3 separate regions of the Sus scrofa genome follow, and regions 1 and 3 are each linked to region 2. A link is a contact called in public Hi-C data. All regions are on one chromosome and are shown on one strand. Each heading gives the region's core, a stretch centred on a gene start, on an enhancer-like site or on the middle of the called end of the contact. The rest is flanking DNA. Distances are from core to core; before and after follow the strand shown. Region 1 has its middle 58 kb from the start of ZNF281. Region 2 holds the start of ZNF281 (zinc finger protein 281). Region 3 has its middle 38 kb from the start of ZNF281.

The links. Hi-C and Micro-C count contacts between places; a contact is called where the count stands out from the background.
Region 1: a Hi-C map of liver shows a contact between it and region 2, with 7 times the contacts expected there. The contact joins the enhancer-like site here to the promoter of ZNF281 in region 2. A contact is called at or near these places in 1 of 5 promoter capture datasets (liver), 12 of 47 Hi-C or Micro-C datasets (embryonic fibroblasts, fetal liver, heart right ventricle and 4 more) and 2 of 2 datasets of contacts at active chromatin or transcription factors (alveolar macrophages and skeletal muscle).
Region 3: a Hi-C map of liver shows a contact between it and region 2, with 2.0 times the contacts expected there. The contact joins the enhancer-like site here to the promoter of ZNF281 in region 2. A contact is called at or near these places in 1 of 5 promoter capture datasets (liver) and 7 of 47 Hi-C or Micro-C datasets (epiblast stem cells, fetal liver and liver).

The regions. Positions count from the first base shown.
Region 1 is chr10:22,979,181-22,983,144 of Sscrofa11.1, reverse strand. No RefSeq gene overlaps it. Among named protein-coding and RNA genes, the nearest start is that of ZNF281, 58 kb to the left of the region's middle. Within about 2 kb of position 1,549, at least 56 of the 83 cell types and tissues checked have an H3K27ac peak or open chromatin away from gene starts, as enhancers often do. A contact at or near this core is called in alveolar macrophages, embryonic fibroblasts, fetal liver and 4 more, where this site is marked.
Region 2 is chr10:23,037,043-23,041,000 of Sscrofa11.1, reverse strand. ZNF281 (zinc finger protein 281) reads left to right here and starts at 1,880. Exons shown (of 2, transcript XM_021064496.1): 1 at 1,880-2,084; 2 at 2,225-3,958. The coding sequence starts at 2,243.
Region 3 is chr10:22,999,200-23,003,090 of Sscrofa11.1, reverse strand. No RefSeq gene overlaps it. Among named protein-coding and RNA genes, the nearest start is that of ZNF281, 38 kb to the left of the region's middle. Within about 2 kb of position 2,215, at least 10 of the 83 cell types and tissues checked have an H3K27ac peak or open chromatin away from gene starts, as enhancers often do. A contact at or near this core is called in fetal liver and liver, where this site is marked.

The sequences.
Region 1 (3,964 bases), core at 300-2,799, 58 kb after region 2:
AAAACCCAGATCCTCTTTTCATTTTTCTATTTTTTTTTTTTTTTTTTTTTTTTTGAGGCATGTAGAAGTTCCTGGGCCAGGGATGGAACCTGCGCCACAGCAGCGACCTGAGCTGCTGCAGTGCCCATGTCGGATCCTTAAGCATCCTTAACCCACCACCCGGGAATGCCAGACCCTTGTTTTCATCATACAAACTCTAGGGGGTGGGGAGCTCCCGCTATGGTGCAATAGGATCGGTGGAGTCTTGGGAGCACTGGGACTCGGGTTTGATCCCCAGCCTGGCACAGTGGGTTAAGGATCGGTACTACCAGAGCTGAGGCTTAGGTTGTGACTGTGGCTTGATCCCTGGCCTGGGAACTCCATGAACCGAGGGGGGGTGTGTGTGTCAAAAATGACATAAAGAAATAAACAAAAGGGGAGTGAGATTCCTAATGTTTATCAAATGGGAACATGGGTTAAGAGTGCTGAGAAATGCACCTCGGGGGTATGGTTAGGCTGTGTACCTGCCCAGGGTTCTACCAATCCCTGCTAACTCTGAGCACCTCTGGGCATATTTTAGACCTCAGGGGGGGCAGCCCCTCAGGACATGCAACCACAGACTCTGGGATGAGGAGATTAGCGGGGATGCTGGTGATGTGTCCGAGAAGCATCCGGCGTCATCTGCTGCCTTTCCATCCTCCTCATTCCCCAGATAAGGGGCAAGAACTTTTCCAAGTTGCACAAGCAGGAAGTGAGGTGCAGTGGGTCTGAGAGGAACGGTTACTGAAGTCAGAAGTGAGTCAGGAGACAGGATGCAATGCAGCCTGGTCCTCAATCCCAGCCTCGTGGGAGGCTCAGAAATGCGTGCGAAGTTCACTTTCACTTTTATTCTGGTTTGGGTTGTGATAGGATCTTTAAACTGGAGGAGTTAGGCTCCCTTCCTTCCTTCCTTCCTCTCTCCCTAACTTCCCTCCTTCCTTCTCTCTCTCTCTCTCTCTCTTTTTTTTTTTTTTTTTTTTTTGCACGTGGATTGTATCCATGCCACAGCAGTGACAATACTGGATCCTTAACCCGCCGAGCCATCCTGAAACTCTGAGTTAATGTTTTCTTTCCCGTCTTTTAAAAAATGTCCCCTTTCCACTTGGTCAGGGCCAGCACGTGGACTCCACTGAGTTGAATCCAGCAGCCTGCTGAAAAGAGAAAAGCTGGTCTCTTCTCCAACACCAAGGGCACGAGGCACTGGGTAAATCCTGGAAGTTACAGTGGAATGGGTAGCATGTTAAGACCAAATGAGAATTAAATGGTGTTTCTTGCTCTCTTCTGGGTCACGGGAGATTTGAGACTCTGGTGAAATTGTGGGTCTGCTTTCCCAGAACAAGGCACACATCTGCACGCACGCAATTTTGCAATAAGTTCAGAGGGTGTAGAGCGTCCCCTGAGCTTGTCCGTAGGAATGACCTCAGGGTGAGTATTTTTGGCATGAAATGAAATAGCCTTGGGTTCAGGGAAGCACAGAGCCTAGTCAGGGGCGATGAAAAAGATTACAGAGAAGGGCGGGTGGATCGGAGGGGCGGGACGGGTGGGTGGGGTTGGGTTTTGATGGACAGCCCCGCCCAGCTAGGGGCGGGGTCTCAGTGTCTGGAAGGCAGTTCCCCAGGCCCGGGCAGAAGTCAGAGAGAGGGAGAGAGAGAGGGAGGGAGGCGGTCAGCCGCCAACCAGGCCTGTTCCTTGTGGCTGATGAAAGATTACAGGAGGACTCCCCCAAACCACCAGGTGAGGTGGATAGGAGTCATGCTGGGAGTGAGGGTGAACGTGAGGTGAGTATTCCGCTCCCCCCCCACCCCGTTAAATAGTCCATCATTCCTTTTATTTATTTTTTTCAGATGGGGGATTTGGGGGTGTGTACAGGTGATCAATGCATATGGATTGTAACGAATTAAGAATGTTAACAAAAGTCAGAAATTCTCACATAATCTAACCTGTATTAATACTTTTCTTTTTGAATCTTTCTTTTTTTTTTTGTCTTTTCCAGGGCCGCACCCGCGGAACATGGAGGTTCCCAGGCAAGGGTCCAATCGGAGCTGCAGCTGCCGGCCTACGCCACAGCCACAGCAACACAGGATCCAAGCCGCATCTGCGATGTACACCACAGCTCACGGCAACGCAGGATCCTTAACCCACTGAGCGAGGCCAGGGATCAAACCCAAAACCTCATGGTTCCTAGTCAGACTTCTTAACCACTGAGCCACCATGGGAACTCCTCTATTAATACTTAATATGAATGTATTTTTTTGTTTGCCTTTTTTTTTTTTCCTTTGGCCATGCTGGCAGCATGCAGAGGTTCCGCCGGCCAGGATTTGGACCCAAGCCATAGCAGTGACAGGGTTGGACCCTTAACCCGCTGAGCCACTGGGAACTCCTTTTGTTCTCCTTTTTGAATATTCTCATTATTCTCCCCACTCTGGCCCACCACCCCAGTTATAAAGTAAGTCTTGGCGTTTCCTGGTAGTGCATCGGGTTGGGGATCCGGCACTGTCACTGCTGTGGCACGGGCTCCATCCCTGGCTGGGGAACCTCTGCATGCTGCAGGTGCGGCCAAAAAGGAAAAAGAAAAAAACTATTCAGCTGGCTCCCCAGCTTCACAGAGCTGTACCTTCTGTAATTAGGAAGTAATTGCTGGTGATACTTCTTAGGGTTTGTGTGAATATCTTTCCTTCCAGGGAACTTTCACCCATGGCTTTAGCATCTGAGAGGGTCCTTGCCCCCAGTCAACTGTTTCAGTGGTGCTTTTCCAGTAGGTCAGGACTTGCACATTTATTTGCTGGCAGGCAGTGACCATGTAGCCAAGTTAAGGTCATTCATGAATGATCTGGAGCAACCTATGAATGTTCCCTTTATTCGGAAAAAGGGTCTTTGCTGATATGAAGAAGTTAAGAATCTTTTTTTTTTTTTTCTTTTTCTTTTTTAGGGCCACCCCTGCAGCATATGGAGGTTCCCAGGCTAGGGATCTAATCGGAAGTGTAGCCGCCGGCCTACACCACAGCCACAGCAATGAGGGATCCGAGCCGCGTCTGCAACCTACACCACAGCTCACGGCAACGCCGGATCCTTAACCCACTGGGCGAGGCCTGGGGTCGAACCCGAAAACCTCATGGTTCCTACTCGGATTCGTTAACCTCTGAGCCACGACGGAAACTCCAGAAGTTAAGCATCTTGAGATGAGGAGATTCTTCAGGCGAGCCCTGAATCCAGTGACGAGTGTCCTTGGTGGAAGGAGATTTGAGACGAGGACACAGAGGAAGGAGGCTGCGTGGCCAGCCAGGCAGACAGGGGACTGAAGCCACCGTGAGCCAAGGAACGCTGACAGCCCCTTACATCAGCCATGCAGGGAACGGTCAGCCCCATTCTTGAGGGGAGCTTGCCTTGAGGGAGGGGCTCGACAGTCCACAGTAGTGGGGTGGGGGGGTAGGTGGGGGGAGGGGGGCAGAGCCCATTGGGCTGAGTGCGAGGTTTGTAAGGTGATGGGGGCGACTCGGGCTGTTCTCTTCTCATGGCTTCCACTTTCTCAGCCAAGTAAGAGGTGAGATTTTCAGCTGAGTGTGAGGACAGGGCCCCGGGGCTGGACTTCCAGGTACAGGTGTTCTCTCTTGGGGTTCTGATTACATGGAGAGGGGATGGTAAGTCCAGGCACAAGTTTGCAGGTGCAGATGCCACGTACAGAACTGGCCTGCAAAGATGGGTGGGCCATTCTTCTGGAACACCTAGTCCCTCACTTTTTTCTGGGCACCACCTTCTTTGCAGATTCGGGACTCAAGCAGAAAGGAGAATGAGTGATTCTGGGAAATGGAAGGGGGCAGAACATTCTCAGGGTGGGGAAAGTAAGAGATGAGTTGAGCTGTAAAGAATGGAAAATGGGGGAGTTCCTGTCGTGGCTCAGTGGTTGACAATCCGATTAGGGACCATGAGGTTGCCGGTTCTATCTCTG
Region 2 (3,958 bases), core at 631-3,130:
AACCCACTGAGCAAGGGCAGGGACCGAACCGGCAACCTCATGGTTCCTAGTCGGATTCGTTAACCACTGTGCCACGATGGGAACTCCCAATTTTTATTTTTTATTTCTAAAGAACTAAATAGCACAACCATTCTAAGTGATGTGCTGGGTATGTTATCTTATAAATGTTCAAGGTACAGCTTCTAATGTTGAAAAATAGAAAAATAAATTGACCTTGATGAAGTGTGTCTTCTTTTGTCTGTTCCCAGGAAAGTTTATTTCACGTATTTCCACTGCTGAAATGATTAGCGTTAACAGCTTTTTCCCTCCATTTTATTTCACAGGGTCTCTTCATCTTCCTGATATATGGGGTGTACGAGACAGAGCTAAGTCTGCTTGGAGTATCTCAAGGCTGACAGAGTGAATGAGAGAAATGACAGGTTTCTTATCTTGATAACTGAGGAACAAAGTTGGCTTTTCCTAGGAGTGTCCTGCTGCCCTTCACGCTTGGACTAGCTTATAGGCATCCCAGCTTACCATTAAACACTGACACCCTGATGAAAGGGACAGCCTCATTTCTCATAGGCATCGACGAATATTTTACTACTGCCTTAAGTTTTTGAATCTTCAGTCCTTCTTTTAACACTTAACTATACTTGACAGCATTCAAACTTCAGTTTAAGTGGCAGAATGGCATCTGTGGCGTTGCATGATGTTACAAAGATACTAGTATTTCTTGTCTCAAAATACTCATTAAATATTGTCTTTTAAGCTTTGGAGCAGGCTCGGAGAGGCCCACAAGGATTAGTTAATGATCTTTATGGTTCCAGTTGCAAAATTTCTCGGGGGAGTCATTTATTACTTAATTATGAGAAGTCCTATGGCTAGAAATAGTGAGACAGTTGACTTGTAATTTCATTATGAAACGTACCATGAAAAGAAATTATTCTCATGGTTCTGGCTCTTTTATGGGAAAAAAAAATTGTTATTTACATCTACTCTTGGTCAGAAAAGTTGCTGGTTTAGATTTTTGCACACTTAAACATCAAAGTGGGTGCCCTTGTTTGCACCTTAGGCACTGAATAAATATTTGTTTGATTTTTGTTGATCTTTGATTTCAAGATTTTACTTTGTAATGTTCCCTTAAGAGGGCAATTCGTCATTTTGACTGCATTTCTCAGTATTCTGTACTGGGGCGGGCGGAGTGGATCTGGGTAGAGCTTAGAAGAGCCTGGCATCCACCTCTTTTTAAATAATAGAAGAAACCAGGCAGCAGTAGAACCTGGCCGGCAGACTCATTAGCCAGACCGAGAAGGTATGTGGGCATTTAAAAACCATCTGATGATGAAACATGTGTGTGGGTGTGTTTTACAGGGCTGCCGCACCTGGATCACACGCGGTTTCCTTTTCCAGTAGCCTTCAGGTAGGTTGGCAGTAAGACAACTTTTTTTTTTTTTTTTTTTTTTGCAACGGTACCTCTGCCGCAGTTTCAAAGCAGGCTCCTCCCACCCATGCAGAGGCTACGCGCCCATTATTCAAGTGTCTGCACCCGAAAGAGGGGGACCCGAGGCTATCAGTCTTAGTACAAGCGGAGCACTGCAAGTTTAACGCAAGTAGGCACAACCCGCGGTGCCCCAAGCCGTCCCCGCCTGGGTCTGGGCTTGACTGCAACGCCGGGCCCGCAAACCACAGAGGGGTGGGAGCCCCGACCGCCGGCAGCCCGCTCAACCCCCGCCTCAGCAGCCTTTCTCTTCGGCCGCCCAGCCACGCCGCACGGGTCCGCCGAGCAGCACGCCCCGGGCCCCGCCCCCACACGCCGGCGCGCAGCCCACCAATCGCGCCCGGCCGCCCGGGGCCTCCCCGCTCGGGGGGCTCCCTCCGCCCAACCGCCCGAGTGATTGACAGGCGGCCGGGCGGAAGCCGCGGCGCAGGCGCGCTGGGCGGCCGAGCGGCCCTCGGGCCCGGTCGCCGAGCTCCCGGCAGGCCCCGCGCCGCGGCTGCGCAGTGCCGCGCAGGCTTTTAATTCCATTGTGGAGAGGACGGCGTTATTTTTATTAACCGGAGGCGGCGGCGGCGGCGGCGACGGCGGTGGCGGCGGCGGACCCGTAAGTGCGGGGCGGCGGCGGCGGCGGCCACGACGGCGGCAGCGGCGGCGGCGGCGGGCGGGGGTGCGGGCCGGGCCGGGCCGGGCGGGGCGGGGGCGTCCGCGGCCGGCGGCCGGCCCACTCCTCTCTCCTCTCCTCAGCCAGGCCTGCTCCGGGGCATGAAAGTCGGCAGCGCGTTCCTGAGCGGCGGCGGCGGCGGCGCGGGCAGCGGCGGGCGGGCGGAGATGGAGCCCAGCTTCCCGCCGGGCATGGTGATGTTCAACCACCGGCTGCCCCCGGTCGCCAGCTTCGCGCGGCCGGCGGGCGCGGCCGCCCCTCCCCCGCAGTGCGTGCTGGCCGCCGCCCCGGCCGCGGCCCCGGCCGCCGAGCCCCCCCCGGCGCCCGCCCCGGACGTGACTTTCAAGAAGGAGCCGGCGGCGCCCGGCGCGGCCTTCCCGGCGCAGAGGACCTCCTGGGGCTTCCTGCAGTCGCTGGTCAGCATCAAGCAGGAGAAGCCGGCCGAGCCCGAGGAGCCGCCGGGCGCCCCGCACCCGCACTACGGGGGGCTGTTCGCCGGGGCCGACGAGCGGGCGCCGGCGCTGGGCGGCGGGGACGGGGGCGGCCCCGGCGTCATCCAGGACCTCAGCGTCCTGCACCCGCCGCCCGCCCCGCACCCTCGAGACGTGCTGCTGGGCGGCGGCGGCCGGACCGACGACCCCCGCGGGCCCGAGGAGCCCAAGCAGGACGCGGGCGTGAAGAAGGCGAAGAGGCCAAAGCCAGAATCTCAGGGAATCAAAGCCAAGAGGAAGCCGAGCGCATCTTCCAAGCCGTCGCTGGTTGGAGACGGAGAAGGCGCCGTCCTGTCCCCCAGTCAGAAACCTCACATCTGCGACCACTGCAGCGCTGCTTTCCGGAGCTCCTACCACCTGCGGAGGCACGTCCTCATCCATACCGGGGAGCGGCCCTTCCAGTGCAGCCAGTGCAGCATGGGCTTCATCCAGAAGTACCTGCTGCAGAGGCACGAGAAGATCCACAGCCGCGAGAAGCCCTTCGGGTGTGACCAGTGCAGCATGAAGTTCATCCAGAAGTACCATATGGAGAGACACAAGCGGACGCATAGTGGAGAAAAGCCATATAAATGTGACACTTGCCAGCAGTATTTTTCACGGACTGATAGACTGTTGAAGCACAGGCGCACGTGTGGTGAAGCCATAGCGAAAGGGGCCCCCAATTCCGAACCTGGGTCATCAAACCATAGCAGCCTGGGAAGTCTGGCCGTGTTGTCTCAGGGAAATACAAGTTCTTCAAGGAGAAAAGCGAAGTCCAAGAGCCTCGCCATTGAAAACAAGGAACCCAAGACCGGGAAAGCAAATGAGTCGCCAATCTCAAACAGTATAAGCATGCAGAACTACTCAGTAGAAATGCCTACTGTGTCTTCCAGCGGAGGTGTCATTGGCTCCGGCATCGACGAGCTGCAGAAGAGGGTGCCAAAACTGATCTTTAAGAAAGGGAGCCGAAAGAGCACCGATAAAAACTACCTGAACTTCGTGTCGCCGCTCCCAGACCTCGTTGGGCAGAAGTCCCTGTCTGGGAAACCCAGTGGCTCCCTTGGCATAGTGTCCAGCAGCAGTGTGGAGACCATCGGTCTTCTGCAAAGTACCAGTGGCAAACAAGGTCAAATAGGCAGTAATTACGATGATGCCATGCAGTTCTCAAAGAAAAGAAGATACCTGCCAACTGCCAGCAGCAACAGTGCCTTTTCCGTGAACGTGGGACACATGGTCTCCCAGCAGTCCGTCATCCAGTCCGCGGGTGTCGGCGTTTTGGACAGTGAGGCCCCGTTGTCCCTCATTGACTCCTCAGCTCTGAACGCGGAGATCAAGGCTTGCCACGAC
Region 3 (3,891 bases), core at 966-3,465, 38 kb after region 2:
GGTCCACAGAGGGCTGTGGAAAAGCTCTAGAAAAATCTTACAAGATGTATTTCTTTTCAGGTGTGGGAGTCCCAAGGTAGGCTACACACACAAAAACAAAATAAAAACAAACAAAGGATTTCTTACTTGGAATGTGCTCTGTGCCAGCTGAATAGCTAATTGTTTCTTGTTTTCATTCGCAGCCCCCCACCCCACCCCCACCCCGATTTTTCTGCCTGAATAGATAATCCTTACAAAACATCTATTCATTCTACCAGGGAAAATTTCAGGAATACTCGGTACTGACCTTGGCAAGACTAATGGACCGAGATGGACTGGTGGATTTGTGCATGTTGTGGTTGACGTGTGTTTTGGCGCTTTGTACGCCAGTTTAAGAATATCGTGGCAGCAGGAAAGAAAGATTTATGGCATTTTAATTAACGAATATGATGACGGCTTGAACTTGTATCAGACATGACATTATTTTTATAGGTTGTTTTTGATTGATTTTGTTGCTTCAGGAAAGGACCTGCTGATAATGAATGGTAGCTTCCTTTGCTATTTCAGTGTTCCCACTCATTGATAGGTAAACAATTACTTTTTGTTTGTTTGTTTGTTTAGGGCTGAAGCCTCAGCATGTGGAGGGTTCCCAGGCTAGGGGTGGAATAGGAGCTGTACCCTCTGGCCTACACCACAGTGCCAACAACGTCAGATCAGAGCCTCATCTGCGACCTACACCACAGCTCATGGCAACGCCAGATCCTTAACCCAATGAGCAAGGCCAGGGATGGAACCTGCATCCTCATGGATGCTAGTCAGATTTGTTTCCAATGTGCTACAACAGGAACTCCAACAATTACTTTTTTAAGGGAAATAAAATAAGGCAGCAATACAGCCTAGTGAAGTTGCTGTCGTGGTGCAGCAGAAACGAATCTTGCTAGGAACCATGAGGTTGCTGGTTCGATCCCTGGCCTTGCTCAGTGGCTTAAGGATCCAGCATTTCTGTGAGCCGTGGTGTAGGTCGCAGATTTGGCTTGGATCCTGCATTGCTGTGGCTGTGGTGTAGGCTGGCAGCAACAGCTCCGATTTGACATGCCGCAGGTTCAGCCCTAAAAAAGAGAGAAAGACCAAAAAACAAAAACAAAACAAAACAAAAAAACAAGTAAATAATATTAGGAGTTCCTGTGTGGTTCAGCGGTAATGAACCTGCTAGTATCCATGAGGAATTGTGTTCCACCCCTGGCCTTGTTCAGTGGGTTAAGGATTCAGCATTGCTGTGAGCTGTGGTGTAGGTCGAAGAAGTGCCTTGGATCCTGTGTGGCTGTGACTGTGGCGTAGGCCTACAGCTCCAGCTCCAATTTGACCCCCAGCCTGGGAACCTCCACATGCTGCAGATGTGGCCCTAAAAAAAACCAAAAGCAAATGTTAAAGGGTGGAATCCCTTAGTTTCAGACATTCTAAAGATTGAAGCCTGGAACCAAGCACACCAGCTTTTAGTTCTGACTACTGGCTACCTTTTTTTTTTTTGTCTTTTTGCCTTTTCTTTGGCCGCTCCCGAGGCATATGGAGGTTCCCGGGCTAGGGGTCGAATTGGAGCTGTAGCCACCAGCCTACGCCAGAGCCACAGCAACGCAGGATCCGAGCCATGTCTGCGACCTACACCACAGCTCATGACAAGGCCTGATCGTTAACCCACTGAGCAAGGGCAGGGATCGAACCCACAACCTCATGGTTCCTAGTTGGATTCGTTAACCACTGCGCCACGACGGGACTCCTTTTTTTTTTTTTTTTAATTAAAAAATACTTTATGGGGAGTTCTCTGTGGCCCCATGGGCTAAGGTTCCAATGTTGTCACTGCTGTGGCTCTGATTATAGCTGTGGCACGGGTTCGATCCCTGGCCCAGGAATTTCTGTATGCCTGTGGTCCAAAAAAAAAAAAACCCAAACTAAAAACAACAACAAAGAAGACTTGATTGATAAAGAAAGGCTAATCATCCTCTGACAGCAGAGCTGCCACAAACCTTTCATTTGTAAAAAACACATTGTCTGCAAAGCAAAAAACAATGAAAGGAGGTATGTCCATACTTTATACCCTGTTCTTTCGCTACTCTAATTACTTTTTAAGGAAATATGGTCCAGTGGCTTATCTCTAGATTTGTTTACCCTGGTGCTGTGTTGGATCAAAAGAAGGGTCCCTTAGGGAGTTCCTGTCGTGGCTCAGTGGTTAACAAACACGACTAGCATCCATCAGGATTGCAGGTTCAACCCCTGGCCTCGCTGAGTGGGTTAAGGATCTGGCATTGTCGTGAGCTGTGCTGTAGGCGGAAGATGCTACTCGGATCCCGAGTTGCAAGGCTGTGGTGTAGGCCGGCAGCTGGAGCTCTGATTCCACCTCTAGCCTGGGAACCTCCCTATGCTGCGGGTGTGGCCCTAAGAAGACAAAAAACAAGCAAACACAACCTGTCCCTTAGGGCATGAGGAATTTAGAGGCATCAGTTATTCAACGCTGGAGACAGAAGAGCTTCTGAATATGTCCATTTTCTAGACAGGAAACGTCCATAGATCAGAATAGAGAAGTTAAGGTAAATGCCCCAAACTGTGGTGCTTGATGACTTTTCGAGGAGAACACTTTGGGGACTCTTTGGTCCCCAGGCCTCCAAGAAGCCTCGTCTTGGGGGACGAGGGGGGGTACCTTCCGGGGGTTAGTGGAAGCGGGTGCTGTTAGGAACTGGGAATGCCAGGCTGCAGGCTCATGGGTCGCCTATTGACTCTGTCCGTGAGTCACCCTGACCAGTGACCCACTGTTGTGTGTTTCCTTCTTTACAGAAGAGCTGAGACTATTGACATTTTCATCGGTTGCAAAACACATCAGGAAAGGGGAGGGAGGCACTAGGCAAACGTGTAAATGTGAAACATGGCAGGCAGCACACTTGAATCCAGACAAATGCATTCTTTGGATACCTGGCCGTTTATGTAAGACCGGGGAGTTTGATTTCAAAATAGAGGTTTAAGTTGGAAATTTTTTATTTGAACAGTGGAAACGTGGGTCCTTGTTTGCTCTCTTCATCAATGTTGTTTACTGCAAGGAGACTGTTCCCAAGTCCTCTTACTAGAGTGGTGGATCGATTACCAGAGATCAGACTCCCCAGGCCTTTTAGAAATGTGTACGGAAATTTAGGCACCTGCCTTTCCAAGGGGAGACTAACTTCGGTTGAGTCCTGGGAATTGCCTTTGGGTTTGTATAAGTGTCATAAACAAACCAAGACACCAAGTGAATTCTCTAGGGACCTTACAAAAGTGTGTGTGTTAAGGGAATCGACTGAGGCACCTATTTTATTTTATTTTTTAGGGACATACCCCCGGCATATAGAGGTTCCCAGGCTAGGGGTCCAATTGGCGCTGTAGCCACCAGCCTGTGCCACAGCCACTGCAACTCCAGATTCAAGCCGCATCTGCGACTTACACCACAGCTCATGGCAAGGCCGGATCCATAACCCCCTGAGCGAGGCCAGGGATTGAACCCTCATCCTCATGGATACTAGTCAGATTCATTTCCCCTGAGCTTCAGCTTCAGCTTTTTATGAAGAAGTGATGGTGTGTTATCAGCTCTGGGGGACCTTTCTCCAGCATCACCAGCTGCAGAGATAACATTGTATAGAGCGAATGAAGTATATTTTCATGTGAGTGTTGTCCCTTTATCTTCAGGATTAATCTTTGAGTTTTGGGTTAGATTTATCTTGCAGATGGAAAAAAACAAAAAAAAAACAAAAAAAACAAAACTGAGTTTCATAGAGGTCATTACTTGTCCCTAGCGAGTCGACATTTAAATTTAGGGCTTCTGACCACATCTCTCTGAAGCTGCCATGCTTTAAATAATAGTATAGTATAGCAAACGGCAACCACTGCTATTTC